Regions from separate parts of the Mus musculus genome. Here region 2 is linked to region 1. Evidence: chromatin contacts called from public HiChIP or PLAC-seq data. All regions are on one chromosome and are shown on one strand. Each heading gives the region's core, a stretch centred on a gene start, on an enhancer-like site or on the middle of the called end of the contact. The rest is flanking DNA. Distances are from core to core; before and after follow the strand shown.

The links. HiChIP or PLAC-seq counts read pairs in DNA pulled down with a chosen protein or histone mark.
Region 2: a CTCF HiChIP or PLAC-seq map of the NIH/3T3 cell line shows a contact between it and region 1, with 11 read pairs. The contact joins the enhancer-like site here to the promoter of D5Ertd605e in region 1. A contact is called at or near these places in 4 of 39 promoter capture datasets (embryonic stem cells, liver and stem cell-derived epiblast-like cells), 1 of 15 datasets of contacts at CTCF or cohesin (the NIH/3T3 cell line), 5 of 115 datasets of contacts at active chromatin or transcription factors (acute myeloid leukemia, embryonic stem cells, pancreatic cancer cells and 2 more) and 1 of 9 other capture datasets (embryonic stem cells).

Annotation. Positions count from the first base shown.
Region 1 is chr5:147,416,122-147,419,941 of GRCm38.p6, reverse strand. D5Ertd605e (DNA segment, Chr 5, ERATO Doi 605, expressed) reads right to left here and starts at 1,322. Exons shown (of 3, transcript NR_033625.2): 1 at 1,241-1,322.
Region 2 is chr5:147,784,738-147,788,729 of GRCm38.p6, reverse strand. No RefSeq gene overlaps it. Among named protein-coding and RNA genes, the nearest start is that of Gm35592, 22 kb to the right of the region's middle. Within about 2 kb of position 1,644, at least 52 of the 459 cell types and tissues checked have an H3K27ac peak or open chromatin away from gene starts, as enhancers often do. A contact at or near this core is called in the NIH/3T3 cell line, pancreatic cancer cells and trophoblast stem cells, where this site is marked.

The sequences.
Region 1 (3,820 bases), core at 73-2,572:
AGTGTACCCCAGGAATGTAAGCATGACTTGACAGTTGAAAATCAGTACCAACCATCACATTAACAGCATAAGAGAAGGCTCCAATGGTTTCAGAAAAAAGCAATCCATGACGTTTAATGCCCGTGTTTATTTGTTGTTTGTTTGTTTGTTCTAAGTAATAAGCTAGAGGCTAGAGATATGGCTCAGCAGTTTCAACTGTGGCTGCTCTCGCCGGGAACCTGCATTAAAGTTCTCTGCACCCATGTCAGGCAGCTCACAACTGCCTAAAACCAGCTCCAGGGGATCTGACAGGCTCTTCCAGCTTCCAGGGACACCTACACACACGTGGTATATTCAAAAATCAGTAAACTATAAGTTGAATCCTATTTAGCACAAGTTGTATCAGTCATTTCCAAGACACGGTGTATGTGTTGCTGAAATGTTGAAAACCTTTCATCTGAGCCAGGCGTGGAGGCGCACGCCTTTAATCCCAGCACTTGGGAGGCAGAGGCAGGCGGATTTCTGAGTTTGAGGCCAGCCTGGTCTACAGAATGAGTTCCAGGACAGCCAGGGCTACACAAACCCTGTCTCGAAAAACAAAAAACAAAAAACAAAACAAAAAAAATTGATAAAAAGATTCATTTATTCACTTATTCCTGTATGTATATAGGAGGAACTTTTTTATTTTGTTCCATTTATAAATTCTTCCTTTTATTTCCTGAGCTATTGGAGTTCTGTTTATGAAATTGCTGCTTGGACCTACAGCTTAGTGAGTTTCCCATTTTGTTCTAATACTTTCAAAATTTAAGATTTTTTTTAAATGCCACTGTTATGCGATTTAATAGAATTATGGAATTGTAATAAGCACAGCTGACACTAAGAGTTTAAGACAAATAAAACCATGAACTGTATGCCCTGGGCATCTGCTGTCCCTGTGTTTAACAGCAGTCGGTGTGATGAGTCGGTTAGAACTTCTAATGCAGTAATCTAGCATGTCAATCCTGACGAAATGGGAAATGAGCAAGCTGCCTAGTGAGACAAGACGTATCACAGAGCTCTAGGGTTGACTGAGCAGTCCTGCCTCAGCGAATAGGGTAAGGAGAAACAGCAAAATTCTCAACATCAACCTCAGGTCTTCACATGCACATGCATGCATGCATGCAACACTGTTTTAAAGGGTATTTAATTTGCTATTTTCTCATTGCTGTGCCTAAATACCTGACCAGAAGTGATTTACAGTAGCAAGGGTTCTATGACTTACAGTTTAAGAGGGGCCATGCCATGGCAGGGAAAGGAGCCCGCAGGAAGGATCGTGAGGGATCGTGAGGCAGCTAGTTACATTCATCAGCAGTCAGGAAGCCGAGAACAGGAAATGGGGCTGGGCTATAAGACCTCAAAGTTGGCTCCTTGGGAGCCACTTTGTCCAGCAAGGCTGCACCTCCTCCAAGAGTCATAACAGCGCCACCAGCTGGAGGCAGAGTGGAAACACATGAGCCTAACTCATTTTGTGTGTGTGTGTGTGTGTGTGTGTGTGTGTGTGTGTGTGTGTGTGTGTGTAGGGAGTTGCTGAGGTGGGAGCATTTGATATACAAACCACAGGAACTCATTGTGTGTGTGTGTGTGTGTGTGTGTGTGTGTGTGTGTGTGTGTGTGTGTGTAGGGAGTTGCTGAGGTGGGAGCATTTGATATACAAACCACAGGAAGCATTTCATCCATTTTGAGTTGACTTAGGAGAGAGACAGACAGATTATCTAGATCCCTTGTCCAAGTGAACACCCTATTTCCCCAACCCCATTTGTTGAAGTTTTATACAACATCTGTTTTGGGCATGGACACTTTTAACAAGAATCAGAGAGCTGGGCCTGTTGGTATATGTCTTCTCTTAGGGATGTTCTGTTCCATTCATACATATGTTTGCTTTCTGCATAAACCAGGCGAGTTTTGTTAGTGTGGTTCTGTAGTGTGTATGAAGTCAGGTATTTCTTCTTTCTGTTATTTTGACAATTTGGAGTCCATAAAAATTTTAGGATTTTTTTCCCTATAAGTATAGCCATTCCATCTGATCCATGAACAAAGTAGGTGTTTCCATCTTCTAATGTCATCTTTAATTTTGCTCTTTAATTCTTCAATGCTAAGTTTCACCTCTTTGGTTAAGTTGCTGTTGTTATTCTTGTTGTTATCTGAGACAGGTTTCCCCTCTGTTGCCCTGGCTGGCCAGGAACTCTGTTTGTAGATCAGGCTGGCCTCAAACTCACAGAGATCCACCTGCCTCTGCATCCCCAGTGCTGGGATTGAAGGTGTGAGGGAGGTACTACCAAAGGCTTTTTGTTGAGTTGACTCCTAAGTGTTTTCTTTTGGTTTCATTAGGGATGGAACCCAGGGCTTTGTACACAGTGGACAACTGCTTTACCACTGAGCTACCCCTGCATGTCTGGCTTTTTCCTGGTATTGTGAATGGGGTTGTTTTCTTGATCTAGTTCTCCATAAACTCATTACTGGTGTGTGAAAGATGTTGATTTCTGAATACTGCTGCTTCACCAGAGTTATCAACTCTACAGTCCTCTGGTGGAGTCCTTAGGGTCTGCTAAGTATAGAGTCATGCCTTCTGCAACAGGGGTGACTTGTCCTCCCTTTCCTGTCCGTATCCTTATTGTGTTCTCATGCCGAATTTGCTTTGCCTAAAATTTGAAATACCTGACCAAGCCAGCCCAGTCAGTCAACAGGGTCTTGAGGGAGGGAGTAAGGATTAAAAAAAAAAAAGACTATTAGACAACATTATAACATGACCCCAGCCAGGGCCTAACCAGGGCTTCCCCGCCCCCCAGTCTGATTATACCACTCTAGGTATATGCAAAGAGTAGGGTTAGTTCTAGATCAAAGGCAAAGTAGTCTAGTCAAGGAATAAACAAGGCAATAAACAGAGCCACGTGGTCACTGTGTCTAGGGGTTTATGAGGCTGAGGCATTACGAGGAATACTGTACATTCCCCAGCTGTATTCATCTTGAGCCTTGTCCTAGCCCAAGGCCAAATTCTTGTCTGAGCCTACTCCCTTGTCTTGTGACCAGGGTCTTGCTTTGAGTTTCTGTCCTGACTTCTCTGGATAATAACACCCTGTAAGACGAAATAAACCCTTTCCTTCTCAAGTTGTTTTTGGTTACCGTATTTATCACAGCAATAGAAACCTAAGTAAGACAAGAGACAAGAGCCTCCTTACTGAGGTTTTCAGGGCTTTTATAATGAAGGAATGTTAAGCAATAAATATCAAGGTTTTTTGAACATCCACTGAGATAATATGATTTCAAGTAACTTTTATCCCTGATTTTTAATGTGTTTTATATTATGCTTATTGTCATGATGAACCATCCATGGGCTAAAACCAACTTGATTATCATGTCTGAGTTATTAATATGTTTCCAAGCATCTTTTTTTTCCTCTATCTCTCTTCAAACAGGGTTTCTCTGTGTAGCCCTGGCTTTCCTGGAACTCTGTAGAGCAGAGCTCTACCTGTCTCTGCCCCTGGAGGGCTGAGATTAAGAGAATGATAGATATCCAACACCACTGCCTAGCATAGTCCCAAACATCTCTTTTTGTTTGTTTCTTTGTTTCCAAGTATCTTTTTTTTCTTTTTTTCTTTTTCTTTCTTTTTTTTTTTTTTTTTCCGAGACAGGATTTCTCTTTATAGCTCTGGCTGTCCTGGAGCTCACTTTGTAGACCAGGCTGGCCTAGAACTCAGAAATCCGCCTGCCTCTGCCTCCCGAGCGCTGGGATTAAAGGCGTGCACCACCATGCCAGGCTGTTTTCAAGTCCGGCTGTTTCCAAGTATCTTAATTGATGAATTTT
Region 2 (3,992 bases), core at 395-2,894, 370 kb before region 1:
GGAGCAATGTGTCAACGGCCTAAAGGTAAAAGTCAGCCAGAAAGTTTAGATTCTTTCTGTCTCTAAAAATAGAATGTGAGCCGATCCAGGATTTTAGGGAGTGGAGGGAGGCAGCGCCAGCAGCAAGGACATGTGTGGCTGAGAGTGTGCTGGGTTCAGAGCCTTCTGCTATGTGCTGTGGGTGGGTGGGTGGATGCCCCGCCCTTTTGCAATGGGCAAAGCTCATAGTGGGACTGCTCTAACTCCACTTCCCTGCTTTCTGGTGATGGGTTATGTCTTAGTGTCCCCAAAGATGAGAAAGTGACAGATCCAAGTCCCCAAGGCTCAGAAGTTAAGCCCTGTGATGCTATCTTTTCTTCTTTCACTCTTCCCTAAAGATTCACAACAGGGCCCCGGAGAGATGCTCAGAGTTTACAAGCACTTGCTATTCTTGCAGAGGTCCTGGGTTCATTTCCAAACATCCATGTGGCAGCTCAAAATTGCCCTTAACTTCTGCTCTAGGGGATCAGTGCTCTCTCCTGGTCTCCATAGTCACTGTATGTATGTGTGTATGTTGTATGTATGTATATATGCATGTATGTATGTTGTGTGTATGTATGTATGTATGTATGTATGTATGCATGCATGCATGCATGTATGTTGTGTGTGTGTATGTGTGTGTATGTATGTGTGCATGTATGTATGTGTGTATGTGTGCATGTATGTATGTATGCGTGTATTGTACATGTATGTATGTATGTGTATGTAGTATATTTATATGCATGTAGGCAAAATACCAATACACAAAAAAATAAAAAGTAAAATTTTAAAACAAAAATTATAAATATATTACATAGGAAATATATTTACAAAGGAAACACTGTTAAACCTTTTGCCTTCCATTACTTTTGATCATTGAAACAATAGTCAAACGTGCCTTCTGAAAACTGTTATAGCTTCAATCTAGAATGTTCTCCAAAGACCCATATGTTAAAGGTCAGTCTAGTTAAAAATTGGGGTCTAGTAGAAGGCCTTTAGAAACCTGGGGGGGGGGTGTCATCAAGGGGAGGGGTATGTAGCTGGTTGTGACTATGTGAACACACCCATAATCTCAGAGCTTGGGAGACTGAGGCAGGAGGATTGTAAGTTCCAGTATATTCTAGGCTATATAATGAGGTCCTGTTTCAAAATAGGAGAGAATAAAATGGTATGTGGGGGGGGGGGTTTGACTGTGGGACACTTCGCTCCCCCTCTCTGCCTCTGAGCTCTGCAGTGCTATTCGTCTCTGCTGTGACAGTCTGCCTCTCAAGGCAGCAGAGCTAACAGAGCTAGCATGGGTTGGTGCTAATGGAATCTTTTCTCCTTAAAAGTCGGTCATCAGCACTTCCTTGGGCAATGGAGAACTGCCTCGAACAGAGACTCGGAATCCTGCTTCCACAAAGTTCTCTCTGGGGACCCTACTAGCATCCCTTACTGAGAAAGCCAGTCTTCCGGCTGTGATCGTGTCCCCATGTCCTCTGGATAAGAAACATCAAAAACTTCCTGTTCCCAGGGGAAAGGATTTCACCTAACATTCCCAATAAAGTCTAGTAAATAGATGTGTGAGTCACTTCATTGAGTTCTCTGAAGAAAGGTCCATGAATAGACTCTTTTATGAGTCACTTAGATACACTTGCTAGATGAGAACTATCTCAAAGTGGTTTCTATAAAGGGGAGGGGGGTGGTAGAGAGATGTGTAGAGCATTTCCTCTTCTGCTTGAGCAAGCACAAGCTGGGGAAAGGCTCACAGCTCTGATTCACGCAGTGCCGTGGTTTCTCCTTGTCCCGGGCCCTGGGTGCATCCTCAGATCCCTGCTGTAGCCGTGGGGCTAGAGAACTCTGTACAGCAGTCCCACTGAGATGAAGGACGCACACAAGAACATTTGGAAATTTGAGGATCTGCCCACCACTCGAAAGGATGGCCGGACAAATGCACAGCCATGGGGAGTTGGGGACATCACTGTCTTTCTGGATCTTTCTTGATCCTCTGAGCATGGCCACTGTGTCATACCTGCAGGACCCCGGGAGGACTGAGGAGTCACCATCCTTTTTTATATCAAATGGGATAAAACTTAGTGTTTATGGGATTTTTCTGAAAGAGATATAGGGAGGCTAGAATTAGCTTTGAAATAAGCCTGGGGTTTGAAGCCAGAGGTTGGCTAGGCTACAGGTCTTACAAGAGTTGGAGTCAGGAAGGGAGAGACAGGGAGAAGGGGGAGAGAAGGAGAGAAAAGGGGGAGGGGGAAGGAGGGAGTGAGGGAGAGTGGGAGAAAAAGAAAGAGAGGAGAGAATGGGGAAGACAGAGAGAAAGAGGTGGGGGAGACAGACAGACAGACAGACAGACAGACAGACAGCAGATGGATCTGGAGCCTAGGAAGAGATGTGTTGCAGAGCTCCGAGATGGGTGGGGAAGAGAATGTTCCAGTGTTCACAAAAGCTGTCTGTCTGTCCAGGAAGACAAAGGGTCCAGAGCCCCCTAATCAGAAGAGCATGTGCTGGTATAATGCCTTGCTGACACGTTCTAAAATTTCCTCATAAGTTCTGAACAGAAACCTGTCGGCATCTTTCATCAGGTCTCTCTCACAAAACCAATGCACCTGTGCTAGGCAGGTCCTCCAGGATTTGTGTCTGTGTGTCTGTCTGTGGGTATCAGGACAAACAACCTTGGACTCCTCATCCCTTAGTCTCCCAAGCAAGGGAAAGAGGTTCTTCCTGCTACCATTGAGAGAACTTAGACATAAGTTCCACCAGACACTGGGGTGCTTGGGAAAGGGCTTCTCCCGTGTCTCCCATTTCATCTGGCATGAATGAGGATGGACAACCTGGATGCAGACACAGTCTTTGTCCTCAACAGACTCATTTCCAACAATTCTCAGACAGTAAACCCTTTGCAGAAAAACTGTAACAAGGTGGCTGACTTGTGGTTTTACTGATGTGAACAGACACCATGACCAAAGCAAGTCTTATAAAGACAATATGTAATTGAGGCTGGATTACAGGTTCAGAGGTTCAGTCCATTGTCATCAAGGCAGGAACATGGCAGCTTCCAGGCAGGCATGGTGTGGGAAGAGCTGAGAGTTCCACATCTTCATCTGAAGGTTGCTGACAGAAGACTGGCTCCCAGGCAGCTAGGATGAGGGTCTTATAGCCCACACCCACAGTGACACACCTACTCCAACAAGGCCACACCTCCCAACAGTGCCACTCCCTGGGCCAAGCATATAAAAAGCATCACAGTGGCATATATATATATATATATATATATATATATATATATATATATATACATACATACACACACACACATACACACACATATATATATATAAAGTGTTTGGTGTTATGTACTTAATAAATAAATATAAATGTGTGTTAAAGGTCCAGTTTCCTTTGGATTTTGTTATTGCCATTGTTACTTTGTGGTGTTACTGTTGAAATGGCTTTCTAGAAATTTTCTTTTTACTTATAACATTATTACCAAAGAAAGAATGAGAGGACACTTGACTTGCCAAATAAGGAATTAAGGCATGCATACTTGGCGAGCTGGATTCTCATACTACAGACATGATGAAAACCCAATGACTATGCAGTTTCCTTGGACCTTCAGTCATTCACATGTGCACGCATATGTACATACACATACATGCACGCACACACACTCACACACACTCACACATGCATGTGCACACACTCCTGCCCGGACCATCTCATTCCGCCCCGCAGGTGACAACCCACCTCTGTGGTGCTGGTGTCTAATGCAGCGTTAAATCTATGTTTGTCGAGTGAATGGGTAAAGGAATGAGGAACTTGGCTGGAAATGTGTTCCTTGTTCCATGATTTCAAGGCCGAGTGAAGAAGTGACTTCAAGGCTTCAGTAGGGCTTTGTCTGTGTTGCCGTGCCTTGGGTATAATACTTACACACATACACAGGGAATTGATGATGTCCAGGGTGGACAGGGTGGCATTGGGGGAAA